Regions from separate parts of the Arachis hypogaea genome. Here region 1 is linked to region 2. Evidence: chromatin contacts called from public Hi-C data. All regions are on one chromosome and are shown on one strand. Each heading gives the region's core, a stretch centred on a gene start, on an enhancer-like site or on the middle of the called end of the contact. The rest is flanking DNA. Distances are from core to core; before and after follow the strand shown.

The links. A called contact is a pair of places that touch in the nucleus more often than the background predicts.
Region 1: a contact with region 2 is called in a Hi-C map of leaf, with 2.6 times the contacts expected there. The contact joins the promoter of LOC112801573 here to the promoter of LOC112801572 in region 2. A contact is called at or near these places in 2 of 8 Hi-C or Micro-C datasets (leaf and an unstated tissue).

What each region holds. Positions count from the first base shown.
Region 1 is chr5:48,998,473-49,005,985 of arahy.Tifrunner.gnm2.J5K5, reverse strand. It overlaps LOC112801573, which reads right to left and starts at 3,742. Exons shown (of 6, transcript XM_025844391.3): 1 at 3,273-3,742; 2 at 3,073-3,168; 3 at 2,734-2,955; 4 at 2,250-2,346; 5 at 1,503-1,562; 6 at 1,013-1,376. The coding sequence starts at 3,521. The coding sequence ends at 1,303.
Region 2 is chr5:48,803,467-48,810,794 of arahy.Tifrunner.gnm2.J5K5, reverse strand. It overlaps LOC112801572 (casparian strip membrane protein 1-like), which reads left to right and starts at 4,920. Exons shown (of 3, transcript XM_025844386.3): 1 at 4,920-5,225; 2 at 6,747-6,870. The coding sequence starts at 5,011.

The sequences.
Region 1 (7,513 bases), core at 2,493-4,992, 200 kb before region 2:
GGGTGGAGAAATTGAAATTTACAGTTTAAGATTCTGAGTTCCTTAGTGTACAGAACTGACGCTATCTCAGATAGGAAGAAAAGATGTGATTGCAAATTTGGAAGGACGTGAGAAGGGAATGCCTATGGTCTCAACCAGTGTTACTGAGGGTGAAACCAACTCTGACATTGAGCAACAAGCTCAAGTAAAGAGACAGAGGTAACAAAGGCGCCATCCTCGTATCAGCATATCACGAGTCTCAAACAGCAAATCGAATAGCAACTGATGGATGGACTACAAGTACAAGAGATGGGAGAACTCGATAAAAGATCGAAGGTTTGGGTAGTGAACTGAGAGCCATTGCTTGAAAAATTCAGTTTGTTATTGATGAATATACAAGAGAACTGCACAAACCGTGGAAACCCATGTTTTCATGTGCCAGAGTCGCTTTGTTATTGAATGGAAGTTGGATAGCATTGGGAGAAAGATTCAAGATTCCTCAAGAAGGATAAAGACATGGTTTAGTGAAGTTTCAGACCGGAGCTGACTCGTTCTCCGCTGTTCAAAGTTGCAGCAAATGAAACAACTATCTCTTAACGTTAAAGACCGAAAGATCATTGGATTTGATGAGGATGTAGAAGTTCAGATGGTTCATTTACATTCAGAGAAACAAATTGTTGCATCATTTCGATAGTGGAATTCGAGATACGGGCAAAACAACACTAGCTAAATTTGTGTTTGACAATGATGCCATTAAAGATGCTTTATAGCAAGAAGAAGAAGATAGGTGGACAACACAACATATTAACCAAGCACGCAAGACTTTGTTGGGGAACAAAAGGTGTCTGTTAGGGACTTGGGTATATTATGGGATGCTCAAAGTCTCACATGGGGTAATATAGGATGCTTGATATAGAACCACTCATCAGCTAGCTTTTAAGGTGTGGTTTCCTACTTTCTTAGATACTTAACAACGGTATCGGAGCCCGTTGTTAGTGCCATGGATGTCGCCTCAAACTTCCAAGTCTTGGAATGAAATGAAAACAATAAGTGTTGAAACCTATATTATGCTGTAAATGATGCAAAATAGCAGTGTCTCCTCCACCGCACTATTTTGAAACCAAAAGAACATGATACGAAACATACTTTACGGTATAACTTCAGAAATTTGTGCTTGGTATAGATGTTGAGGAAGAGGAAGATTTAGTCCTTGATCGAAGCAATGTAGCCGGGGCAGCTCGTGCCTTTCGGTGCTACTTGTATGCTATTCCATATATATGGGGGTTTATAAATGAAGCGTTAGACACAAATGCTGTCTTGAACTCAACACTTGAAAATCCAGCTTTGGATATGCTGTTTCCTGTATCTCTTGAAAGGTGGCACCCATCTGCAAGTATCTGCTGCAGAGGATCAGTAAGTCGTTGGAAAAATTTGAGAGTTGTGCCATCTGTAAATCAAAGTTAACTAAAGTTGTTACTAAGCTATTTCGGTTTCCAAATTGAATTTGGAAGTTGTGTACACACCTTTTGCAGCCACATGTTCGACAAACACATACTTTCCACCGGGTCGCAACACCCTCTTAACTTCTGCACAGAAAGCGAAATGGCGTTGGGGGATAACCCTTAAGTAACAAGTGTGTCAAGAATCAAGAACCAAAAATTATACAAAAGCTCAACTAGTTGAGTGAAGGACCCTCAATGATCTTTATATCTAATAATCCAGTTTTTGCGCTAAAGTTCCCTCAAGCATACAACTTGGGACAAGTTCAATTGAATCAGTGACCAATTTCAATTAGTACACAATATCAGTCAGCAGAATTGACCTTTTTCTTTCTATTATGGTCTAAAGGATGATGAATTTGTGTCTTCAAATACAAGGGAATGCAAACACTAACATCTCAATCACTTTTTACATTCAAAATTTGTGTCTTCAAATGCAAGGGAATGCAAACACTAACATCTCAATCACTTTTCATATTCAAAACCTTCTAAGAGTTTCCTCTACCTTTCTTGTTTCTTTTTCTTTTCTTAACACAAAAAAAAAAAAAATATCATGCAAAGCAGATAATAAATACTTTCCAAATTTTAGGTCAAACATTCAAAGTTCAAACAATCAATTGTTTTAATGAGAAAATCCAAAATGCAGCTAACGAAGTATAATAATCACACAGGTAAACTAATAAGTACAGTGATGATTGAGTAAATACTCCAAACAATAAAATCAATATATTTATTTGAGAAAAACACAGAAAGCTCTACAAGTTCCATTACCTTTTAATGCCAAATCAACATCTTTAACAGAACACAATACAAGCGTTCCAACGACTGCATCCACTGAAGCATCACTTAGTGGTATAGCCTCCCCAACCTAAGTAGACTCAACATTAAAGATAAAGTTCAATTAACAAAAGCAGAACATAAACTAACATAACTAAACAGAACAAAGCATCAACATTAAGGGTGATGATTAGTTGATTCTTGTAGAAAAATGTGGAAAATTTTCTAAATGAATGGATGAAGTAAATTTACACCTTTGATCAAATGATGAGCATATAGCATTAACATTCAGCTTTGTAACTATATAGGCCATAATTGACACAAACCTAGAAAGCATTTCCATAAATATACTGTTTTGTGCTACTTTACCACAAACCAGTGCCGTTATCTTTTAGTGTATTCCACATTTAATATTCACTGTTATGAGAACATTCCTCTTAAAGCAGTGCCTATAAGCCGATGAGAGAATGGTACATACAGCTTGAAAAAACTCGAAGTTTGAGAGCAGTAAGCCAGCCAATCTAGCTGCAGACCGAGCATATTTCTCCATCTTCGGGTTAGGATCAATGCCAACAACATGAACATCGGAATCGTTAGCATAATAACTGAGGTTAGGACCTGTTCCAATCCCAACCTCCAAGATTTTAAGAGCCTTCTTCCCCTTCAAGTTACTTAAGACTTGTGACTTGTACTTTGCAACCTTACCACACAAAAAAAAAAAGAGAGAAATTCCCAAAACTTCAATCCAATTCAACAACAACAGCTTCATAATTCAATTCAATAGTAATTATTAAATGCAACATGAAGAAATATAAACCTCAGCTTCATAAGACTTAGTAGCTGAATTCATAACCCAAGCATAGAACTCTTCATACCAATCTGGCTTTGGTGGATGAAACTGGTTAAGCACATCCTACAAAAAAGTAAGTTTTTTTGGCAATCAAAACAAAAACCTCATCTTTTGACTTCTCTGTTAATTGTTGGGTCAACTGCACAAGTTAAATTGTTAATGGTTACCGCGTAATCGTAATCAGAATCTGAATTATTGGTGGCTCTGGAGGGTTTAATAGGGAAGAGTGTAGTTGCCAATGTTGCAGCTTCAACGAAGTGCCTTCTTCCACAGAAGAGGCACCGCCTTTTTGTGGTGAGTTGGGATGGCGCGGGCGAGTTGACCCGGCTGGACTCATTATTGATGTTGGAGCAGAGATAAGTTTTTGGAGTGCAGGGTACCAAAGAAGAAGAAACCGAGAGAGTATGAAAATTCATTTCTTTTGGGAATATAGAGATTAGAGAAGGCACTGGCTCAACAGTCAACAGTGACTCAGTGAGACTGTTAATAAGACTAGTTGGACTAAACAGACAACAGTTTTTTGAAATTTGATATAGGAGAGGAGATACAGGATATTCTTGCTTAAAATTTGTTGTTATGGTTTTTCTTTAATCTTTCTAGAATCGTTTTGGTTAAAGTTGTTATGTTGGTTCTACCATGGGAAAAGCGTAACGTGGTCTTTTTAACCAAATATTTTTAAAAACAAACTGACCATGAATAATACTTTCATAAAATAAAATTATTTAACTACAAAAATTTCACTAAAAATAAAATTCTACATTTACAATAACTAATTATTATTATTATTATTATTATTATTATTATTATTATTATTATTATTATTATACGTTTTTAACTATTTCAAAAAATAATTTAATTTAAATGGATTACATTCATTTATTTTTGCAACAAAAAATTTGGTTTATCAAATAAAAAAGATTTTAATATTTTTTTGCTACATAACAAGTATATAAATTATTAATTTTCTTAAAAGTTATAAAACATAGCTTATGAAAAATATAATAAAAAATGTTCTCGTACAAAATTTTTTAGTAGCATAGTTATTTTTAAATAATATATTTCAGCATCTTGGATAAAAACATATATATTGATTATTTATTATTCTTGCATTAACTCAATCTTACAAAAATATAAAAAGGAATTTTTTTAAACTTTAAATCCTAAATTCTAAATTCTAAAACTTAAACGCTAAATCCTAGAATCTAAAATCTAGACCCCTAAACTTTAAATTATAAACATAAACTATTATTTTTAATACTCTAAATTCTAAATCTTAAATCCTAAACTCCAAACTCTAAACCCTAAACAATCATTTCTAATTTTTTAACTCTTGTACCATAAATCCTAAACTCTAAATCCCAAACTCTAAAACTATAAGACATAAAATCTCAAACTCTAATCCCTAAACGTGATACTTAACCATAAATCCTAAACTATTAGCTATAAACCTTAAATCTTAAATATTAATTATAATATAAAAATATTTTAATATTTACAATAACATTAACATCTAATTAGATGTTAAAAAAATCTTTATATATTATAATACATATATGAAAGTAAATTATTTAAAATTTATTTATTTTTCTCATAACAATAAAATTATAACATATTAAGTAAATTCTCTAAAACGATTATATTTTATATATTTTATTCACTAATATATTTTAAATGCATATATATATATATATATATATATATATATATATATATATATATATATATATTATCCTTGCATTTACTCTATGTTACAAAAATATAAAAGAAAAAATTTGTTCGAATTGATCAACATAAAATGTATATTTGTATAAATCTTTTTTAAATACATAAATCATAAACGTTTAAATTTTGAATTATAAATCCTAAAATCTTAAACTATAATTTCTAATACTCTAAATCCTAGACTCTAAATTTTAAATCATGAATTCAAAATTCTACACCATAAATTTTATATTCTTAATCCTAAATTATAACTCCTCAACCATAATCTCTAATCCCTTACCTCTAAATCTTTTAAAATGATAGATACATATTAAATCATGGATTTGTCTATGTCAAAAAAAGTAATATAATATAATAGGAGGTAAAAATAAATTACAACAAATAATTTTAAGGTGTACAAAAATGTGGGATCTATTTTTAACATGGTAATAGAGTAGATGGATTTAAATTTTAAAATCTTGAATTTAATAAATAAAATAAAATATGGAATTGTTTGTGATAAACATGAATTTAGTAAAATCAATTTATAAAAAATATTATACATATCAAATTTAAGTAAACAATAATTTTTTATGCCTTTATCTTTTTATAGATTTTATTTTTGATGTATTAATAGTATAAAATATTTTATACATTAGTCTAATTATATTCGTTGTTTGTTTCAAAAGATCATTCACGTAGTCAAAGTAAAATTAAGTTATTTTTGTTGATATGACGTTATATATCTAAATGTATGTATAAAACCGCTTTTGTACTGACAGTAAATAAAAATTAAATTATTTTTATGTTGACAAAATAAAGTAAATTAGTAATTATTTACTTTGCTTTATTTTATTAGGAAAAAAATATATAATTAATTTAAATCTTTTGACAAAATTATTAACAAAAGTAAATATCAAATTTAAAATCTTTATTTATAAACAGTGTAGTTTATATATATTGATAAGTCACAAGTAGATGAACACATAAATTTTAGTAACTACATATGTCATGAGTAATACAAACAATAAAAATATAGTTCATACAATTCTAATAATTAAGTAAATATAGTCTAGCATTTAAATGTTTAATATATTCAAAAATAAAAAATTAAACCTTTTTTTATTTTATAAAAAATATCACGTGAATAAATTATTTTTGTAATAAAGTTTAATTAAGTTTCTTTTTCTTCTTATGCTTTTTGTTTTTCACTTTTTTCTTCTTCAACTAATTTTTTTTATCAATTTTTAAGATTGCGTTTTTCTACAGGCACATCACACTGAGACAGGGACACAAAGACACAAAATTGTATTTGGCAGATAAGATATGGATAGAAACATTGTGTCTAGAGATACTAAATTAGTATATTTTGTGTCTATTCTAACAGGAAGACACAAAGACACTAACAAGAGAAACAACTTATTTTTTATTTTTTTATTATTTTTGTTAATTTTTTATAATTATATTTTTTATTATATTTTTCTTCCCAAATTTTTTACATAAAAAAATGAGAATAATTTAGACTTTTATAAATTGTCCTAGTTTATCACTAAATAAAATATAATAATATTAATTTTTTTGTCTCTATCTTTTGTGTCTTCTTCTCAATATCTTATCTTTTCCTATTTTTAAAATTAAACGTAGCTAACCTATTAAACCAATTTAATTAAACTTAATTACCGAAATGCCTTTGCTATATAATATCACCATTAGATTAATATAGTAATTAAAGACAAATGAACATATAGTAATTGAAAAAAAATGAACTTATATATTATTCACAATCTAATTTTAGTCATTTAAAATTTTAAAAAAGTAATATATTAATCTTTTTAAAATTACATTCAAATTTGTCTATAATATAAATAAATATAATGAATCCTAAAATATGCTCTTTAAATAATTGTTATATGTTTTGACTGAAATTAATGCTTTGTTGAAATAATATATATAATAAAGGATTATTATTATTATTATTATTATTATTATTATTATTATTATTATTATAGTAGTAGACACTTTGTTGGGGAGTTTTTTTTTATACTTTATTTTGTGAGTTTTAATTTATGAACTATTAACGTAATAATTTTTTTTACTAGTGTCCAATATTAGGGCAAAAAACAGAAATAAGCTAAGGGAGCAAAAAAATTACATGAATCAGCTATACTGAAAATGGCTTCACGAATCAGTCAAAGCACATTACTATGTAATTCGAACTAGTTTGGTTCGAACTACAAAAACATATAATTCGATCCTATTTGGTTTGAACTACAACTAGTATAATTCGAACTAGGTTGGTTTAAATTACACATGTGATCCACTCCCCTAGTAATTCGAACCGAGTTGGTTCGAATTACTCTCAAATTGCATCAAATAGTAATTCGAACCATGCTGCTTCGAATTACTAAGTTTTCGGCTATATAAGGAGTTTGAATCACCCTCATTCGAACAACTTCTCCATTTCCATACCCCAACCAAATCTCAGAGAAAACGACACAGATTCCATCCGACAAAGACTCGAACAGAAAACTCTGCCGCTGGGGGACGATCCGGCAAGGCTGTATCGGTTGGACGGAGTCGCTCATATAGCCGGGGAGATCAACGACGAGGTTAGTGGATAGAACACTTCTTTGCGATCAGTTTATCTGAGTTAGTGGTTTTGCATGTGGTTTTAGTGACGGTTTATGTTAGTGGTTTATCGTAGTGG
Region 2 (7,328 bases), core at 3,671-6,170:
GAGAAAGCAATAGATGTACCTAAAACCCGTTTGGAAAGTAGTATAAGCTATTTTTTTTTTACTTTTAAATTATAAAAAGTCACAATAAAAAACTAAAAAAAGCAACAAAATATACATTGACACACATCTCATATTTATTTTTTATTTTCACCTACAATATCATGCACAATAAAACAACAAATACTAACTATACAATAATTTCTTTTGCATTGCCATCAAAATTAATGTGAATTAGAATTTTAATATCATTCTCTTGTGTAAAAAATTATATTTTTTGAGTTATTTATCTAAATACTATAACTTTAAAAATAAGTACTTTTATAACTAAAAATCAACACAAAATAACTTATTTCTAAGTTACTATTAATAAAAGTCCTTCTACTTCAAACTCTTTTTTCAATAGAGCTTATTTAAGTTGTCAACCCAAATTGGACCTTAGTCTTAAGACCACAAATATCTTTTTCACATTGTTTACGTGTTTTCGTGGTGGAATTTTGTTATAACAGAAAAGATAAATTTTCATGGTGAATAACATTTATAATTCTCTAACCACTTTGATTCTATTTCAAGATATTAGCGAAGCGTAAAAGCTATTAGTTAAGAATAACCATTTGGGTACCAATAAAAATAACCATCCGCTATCACATGAAATCGAACATCCAATCTCTACTATTTGTTACTATTTACACACTATACCATGACTATTCTAAATAACCATTTGGGTGACAATAGAGATAACCATTTGTTAGCCTATAGAATCAAACATCCAGCCTTTACTACTTGTAACTGACCACATACTCTACACCAAGACTATTACGAATAACCATCTAGGTAACAAAAAAAATAACCATTCGCTTTCCCATTAAATCGAACATCCAGTTTATAATTCTTTTAACGAATCACACACACTACACCCAAACTATTCAAAATAACCATATGGGTAACAATAGAAATAAACATCCGCTATCCTATTAAATCGAATATCCAATTTAACATAATTGTAACTAATTATACACACTACACCAAGGCCATTACAAAATAACCATCTGGGTACTAACAGAAATAACCATTAGCTACGCTATTGAATCAAAACTGACTTTCTTTGCATATATTGCATAAAAATCCTAAGCCAGTTTCAAATGTTCAAACCACATTCCAATTCTTGGTATTTTGTCTTCGGTAAGGCAACTATGACTCGATAACTGCGAATCAGTTCAAAATAGACATCATTCGATGAACATGAGGATTAATGATCGATTCAAATATGAGGTTCACGAAAAATAGTAATATACTAGAGACCAAACCTCATTAACAAGATCTATGTCATCACTTTCATTAATGTCCGTACATTCTATGACCTATAGGCACGGACCCAGTAAAGGCAATGAAGGGGCACTTGCCCCACTGCTTTTTCATTTTTTTTCTAAAATAGTTATATATAATAATGTATCTCTACTTTAAATTTTAAATGATCACACTATAAATAAATTACACTCAATTGGTTAAAGTCCAAAATTAACTTTTTTATTTTCTATTATTTTATTATTATTTAACCTAATTAAATTTAATTTTTGTACCGTTACTCTTTTATTCTCTTAAACTCTTTTTTTATTTTTATATTTTTAACATTTTTTTCTATTTCTTGTCTAGTAGTAATCTTCTGTTCATCAAAAGATAAATTTCAAATTCTCCATATTTTTTTATTTAACTTTCTATGACTCTATCTATCTTCCAATTTCATTATTTTTCTTTTTGATATTTTCAATAACAAATTTTAATTTAAACAATTATATTTTAAATATTAATCTAATATTTCTCTTCATGACTTTATATAATTTTTTTTATTCTCAATTTATTTATCTTTATTACTTATTTTCTATCTTTTGTTCTATTATATGTACCTGTGTTGAATATAAAATTTTAAAATAAATAAATTAATTTACTAATTTAGAATATATTTTTTATTTTTAAAAATAATAAAAATAAAATATTTTAATTATAATACATAATTAAATAGATAAATAAAATATTTCATCTAACATTATATCAAAATTAAATTAAAAAATATATAACAAACTTAATTATTTTAAAAAGAACGAAAGAAAAAAAATTGTAAATTAAGGTTATATTATTTTATATAAACATACTTTTATACACAGATTTAATTTTTCTAGTATTTATATATAATTCTAGTTTTAAATTATAAATACTAGTGTGTCATTAGTTGCTAATGTGGCCATTGAGTCAATCTTTTATTATTAAATGTGTATAAAAAAATTAGTTAAGATAACAAATTATCTATAATTTAATTAAAATATTTTAAGTTCAAGTTTTAGAAATAAAAAAAAATATTTTTTATAAAAATAAAAGTGTTCATTAATTTTTTTAATTTTTATATCTTTATATAATTAATAATGTTCAATAAAATTTATTTTAGTGTATATATTTTTATCCCCACTCCTAAAATTTTCTGGGTCCATCACTGATGACCTACAATCAAACATATACAAACAAACAAACTAATTAGATGCTGTACTATTAAACAAGTTTTAACTAAAAAGATTTTATTAATACTTTTTTCAAAAGGAAAAATATAGGTGAACAATAACATTAGTGAACAATGTAAACAATGGGGTTAAAAAAATAAATTAATCCTAAATGTAATTAATAGTTTGATTAATTAAATTTTAATAATAATTATATTTCAAATTAAAAAACAGAGTTTTTACATTGGTGAATTGAAACTCTGCAACTAGCCTCTCATCTTATCTTCCTTTCGCTTGACCCTTTTCTCTTCTGCACTCTCAATCCAGCCTCAACCCTCTGTCTGACACCACTGCCATCACCACTAGTGACCACCGTCGCCTACCCCTTCTCTCTTCCCTCTCTTCTCTTTTTCTTCACTCTTTCTCCATTTCTCCTCAATCTCCTGTACGCTACCCCTGTTTTCTGTGCAAAGCCCAATCCCAGCAAAAAATCCCAGTGCAACCCAGAAGTGGCTGAGCTCTGTGCCGCTGCAACAGCACATCTGCTACTCCTCTCTTTCCATTCTTCCCCTTTCACCAATGCAGGTTCTATGCTTCCTCCCATCCGTGTTTTTTTGTTTATTTATTTTAACTAATTTTTAATTTTACTTTTAGTGTTTAAATTAGACTTAGATTAATAGATTGATATTTTTTGGATTCTAAAATGTTTGATGGCTGATTTTTTTGGATTGATTGCTGCTTAAATTGAGTTTAAAATCCCTGTTTACATATTGTGCACACCATATGCTCGATGAAATGTCTGAGTGAAATTTTTTGTTTAATTTTTATGTTTGGCCAGCATTTGTCTTAAATGTGGTTATCTTTAGGCATTATAATTTAGAATTGTGTAATGTTATGCTATTTTTAATGATGTTTAGATTGAATTTTGACAAGGCACTTGATTATTAGTTTTGTTTAAACACCAAATTGGTTTAAAATTTTAAATTTGGTCATTTGATTAGTGTAATTTAAGAAGTGCATATCATGTTTAGTTAAGTGAATTGAATGAAACTACCTATTCATGTATATTTTAAACATTCCACATGGTTGCCATTAGATTATTTTAAATTTCCATTTTTATGCTTCCATGCCATGCATGCACAAATAAATTTGGTCACAACTTACTTCATAGATGAAAATATATGCTCTAAATGGAGATACTGTTCATTTTGGATGCTCACTAAATGTGTTTTTTATTTTTACATTCTTTTTTATTTTTTCACGCTATATAATATTGCTAGAAAATATATATACAATTGTGTATAACATACAATATAGTACTCAAAGGCTCCAAAATTTCAATTAGCAAGTTCACAATACATACAACACTGATTACTACTATAAGAAAAATAAATTAATTAATAAACAAATAAGAAGAAGAAATAAGAGAGGATTGGCAAGGAAGGAATTGAAGAAACGAAAATGGAGAATGTGAGTGTATCATTCACATCCAAAAAGAAATAATCAGTTTTTTAACTTTTCAAAGCATAGAAATGGACTTGGTTTTAGGTTGTGTAGGTGCGATTCAGTTGTGGCAGATCCATACATGCTCCATATAAATATTTAATATAAGCCTAACTAATTAGGTGAGATTTTTTATGAGTACACTTTTCATTGTTATTATTTCTTGTAAGTTATATATAGTAATAAATTTTTAATGATATTTTTGGAAAGGGTAGTGCTAAGGAGCCAATGGTCTAAGCGTACAATGTGTACAATGGGCTAAATCTTTGGTCCATAAATAAAATGAACATCACCCATACTATCCAGAATAACCATCCGGATACCAGAGATAATAAACATCTCATGTCATAAAATCACTCATTCCAAAAACTTAAGTTGATTTTGGAGTTCACCAAGGATCGAACCTTAACCTTTCGGATCTAGAATTCTAATACATGTCATGAACCCGCTCATCCCAAAACCGTAACTTGATAGGACAATGTAACACTAATGATCATATCTCTAATACTCCCTAAACCTTCATTGTACACATTGTGCGCTTAGACTATTAACTCTCTATACTTTCCTATAAAATAAACCTTCAAAGACAATTATTTCTAGAGGACGGTTTTTTTTTTATCCATAATTCACTTACAATGTTGCATATTGTGATCATGTGCAAACTACCACAACCAAATCTCAATGGTTGAAAGTTAACATAATGCTTCTATTATTGGAGCAGGAACATAGGCACTTTTCTTAGCTTTTAATTTTTATATTAATAAGCATCATTCACGATCATGTATGTTAGCAACACCAATCACAAGCATCCACGTAGCAAGCTTTAGATTAACCAAAACAAATTCAAATGTCGCTGCTTATCATTCTTCATCAACTATATATATCAAATGCATTTTACGGTTAGTTATGATCACAAACCACTGACTAAATAATTAAGAAGCACCAACTAACATAGTATTATATATACATACATTTGAGGGAGAGGATTGAAAGAGAATCAAAGGTTGCAAGTTGGTAGAAAATGATGAAGGGTTCAACAATTGAAGGTGGTGGTGTAATATCTCGTAGAAAAGGGTTGGCAAGAGGGTTGTCTATAATGGACTTTATATTGAGAATTGTTGCGGCGGTTGGAACATTAGCTGCTGCAATTGCCATGGGAACTACCGATGAGACGCTGCCATTTGCAACTCAGTTTATAAGATTCAGGGCTGAATTTGATGACCTCCCCTCCTTTGTGTAAGTATATATACTCTCTATAATTAATAAGAAAATATAGATAATATAAACAGCCTAATTTAATGATAGATCATACTTTATAAAAATATTCTTTTAATTAATTATGGCTATATCTATAAAAATAGTATTGTTTTATGAATACCTAAAAACTTCTTTAGTTTTTAGAAGCTATTTATAGTACTTAGACAATATAGGGACTATATACATAAATTTATGGGTAAAGAATATTTTTTATTCTTAAAATTTAATAAAAATTTAAAAATATCTTTAAATTTTATTTTGTTTTAATTTTGTCTTAAAAGTTTTGGATTCGCATCAAATATACTTTCGATAGCTAAATTTTAAAAAATTAAGACCAATCTAACAAAAATACATAAAAATTATACTTGATTTGTTTGTATATTAAAGGTTATTCTTATAAAATTGTTGTTGAATTAGTCTTAATTTTTTTTGAAAAATTAGTCACCAGGAGTATATTTGATACAAATCGAAAATTTATGAGACAAAATAAAATTTAGAGATATTTTTAAAACTTTTACAAAATTTTAGAAACAAAAAATATACTTTGCCTTAAATTTATTTACTAAATAATGAAATAGATATTAAAAATATTATATTAAAATATATTTTTTATCTCTAAAGTTTGTTAAAAATTTCAAAAATATTTTTAAGTTTTACTTTATTTCAATTTTGTTCTAATATTTTTTTATTACATCAATGGTATCCTTAGCAGTTAAATTTTCAAAAAACTTAGAATTAATTCAACTATAATACTTAACAACTAAGAGTCGGTATGACTTGTGTTAAAGGGTTATCCTCATAAAATTATTGCTAAATTGTTTTAAGTTTCTTGAAAATTTGTAGCTAATAGCCTAATAGGTAGGTTTAGCCGTAGCATCCGCCCCATCTCTATCTGGTCGGGACGGGTGATAACCCGACCCCGGAAGTGGAAAAATTGTTTGAACGGGGCGGAGTCAAGTTTAGAATGAACTTGTTCCGGAGTATATATTATATAATAATAATAATAATAATAATATTAATATAAATATATAAAATTAATAAATTTAAAAATATATAAAATGAATCTTATGTTTTTATTTTAATTTATGTATAAATATGTAAATTTTAAAGTATTATATAATTGTTATAAAAACGGGTAGAGATAGGTCGGGTACCCATAAAAATGGATTAGGGTACTGTAACTTAACGTTTACAAATATAGGTGAAGTGAGTGGAATATCAAAAGTGAGAAAGGATGAAACGGAACTTAATAGAACATAAACTCGTTCAAACCCACTCTACTGCCACCTCAATTGAGAGGAGTACATTTGATGCGACTAAAAATTTTTTAAAAAATTAAAATAAAATAAAATTTAAGAATATATTTAAAAATTTTAATAAATTTCATAGACAAAAAATAAATTTTATCTTAAAATTTTTCATTCCAAAATATGGAAATTGTGTTCATTTCTTCCTATATCTACTTAATTGTTATGTATCTCTTTGTTTATGACTGTGCAGATTTTTTGTGGTGGCCAACTCTCTAATATGTGGATATCTAGTTCTTTCTCTTATCCTATCGTTACTCCACATAGTTAAGAGTAGCGCGGTGAAAAGTAGATTGCTCCTCGTTGTGCTTGACACGGTAAATTTTTTTGTATAATTTTATTTTTGTAAAATTTTATGCTAACTGTTTTAAAGGACAAAATTATATTTTTTCTGTTAAAATACACTCGTTATTAACGTAAGAAACGGTCTAAATATCTAAAGGATTCTTTTCTCTTTTTTTTCACAAACAAAAGATATACATCTAACTAACTTGAGTTTGTCAAATAGTCAGCTCATTCGTCTGTTTAAATAAGTATGTGAGATTCAAATCATGTTTTATATATGCAGTAACTCATTGATCAACGATAAATTTTTAAATAAAATTTAAATTTGTAACGAATTAGTCTTTAATCTATCAGACTAAAATGTACCGTAGATATATATATATATATATATATCATCAATTATAACTAAGGATAATTCGATATAATTCACTTAACAAAAATCAATTTATATTTAATGAAAATAAACCAACTTAAAAATATCTTTACTAAT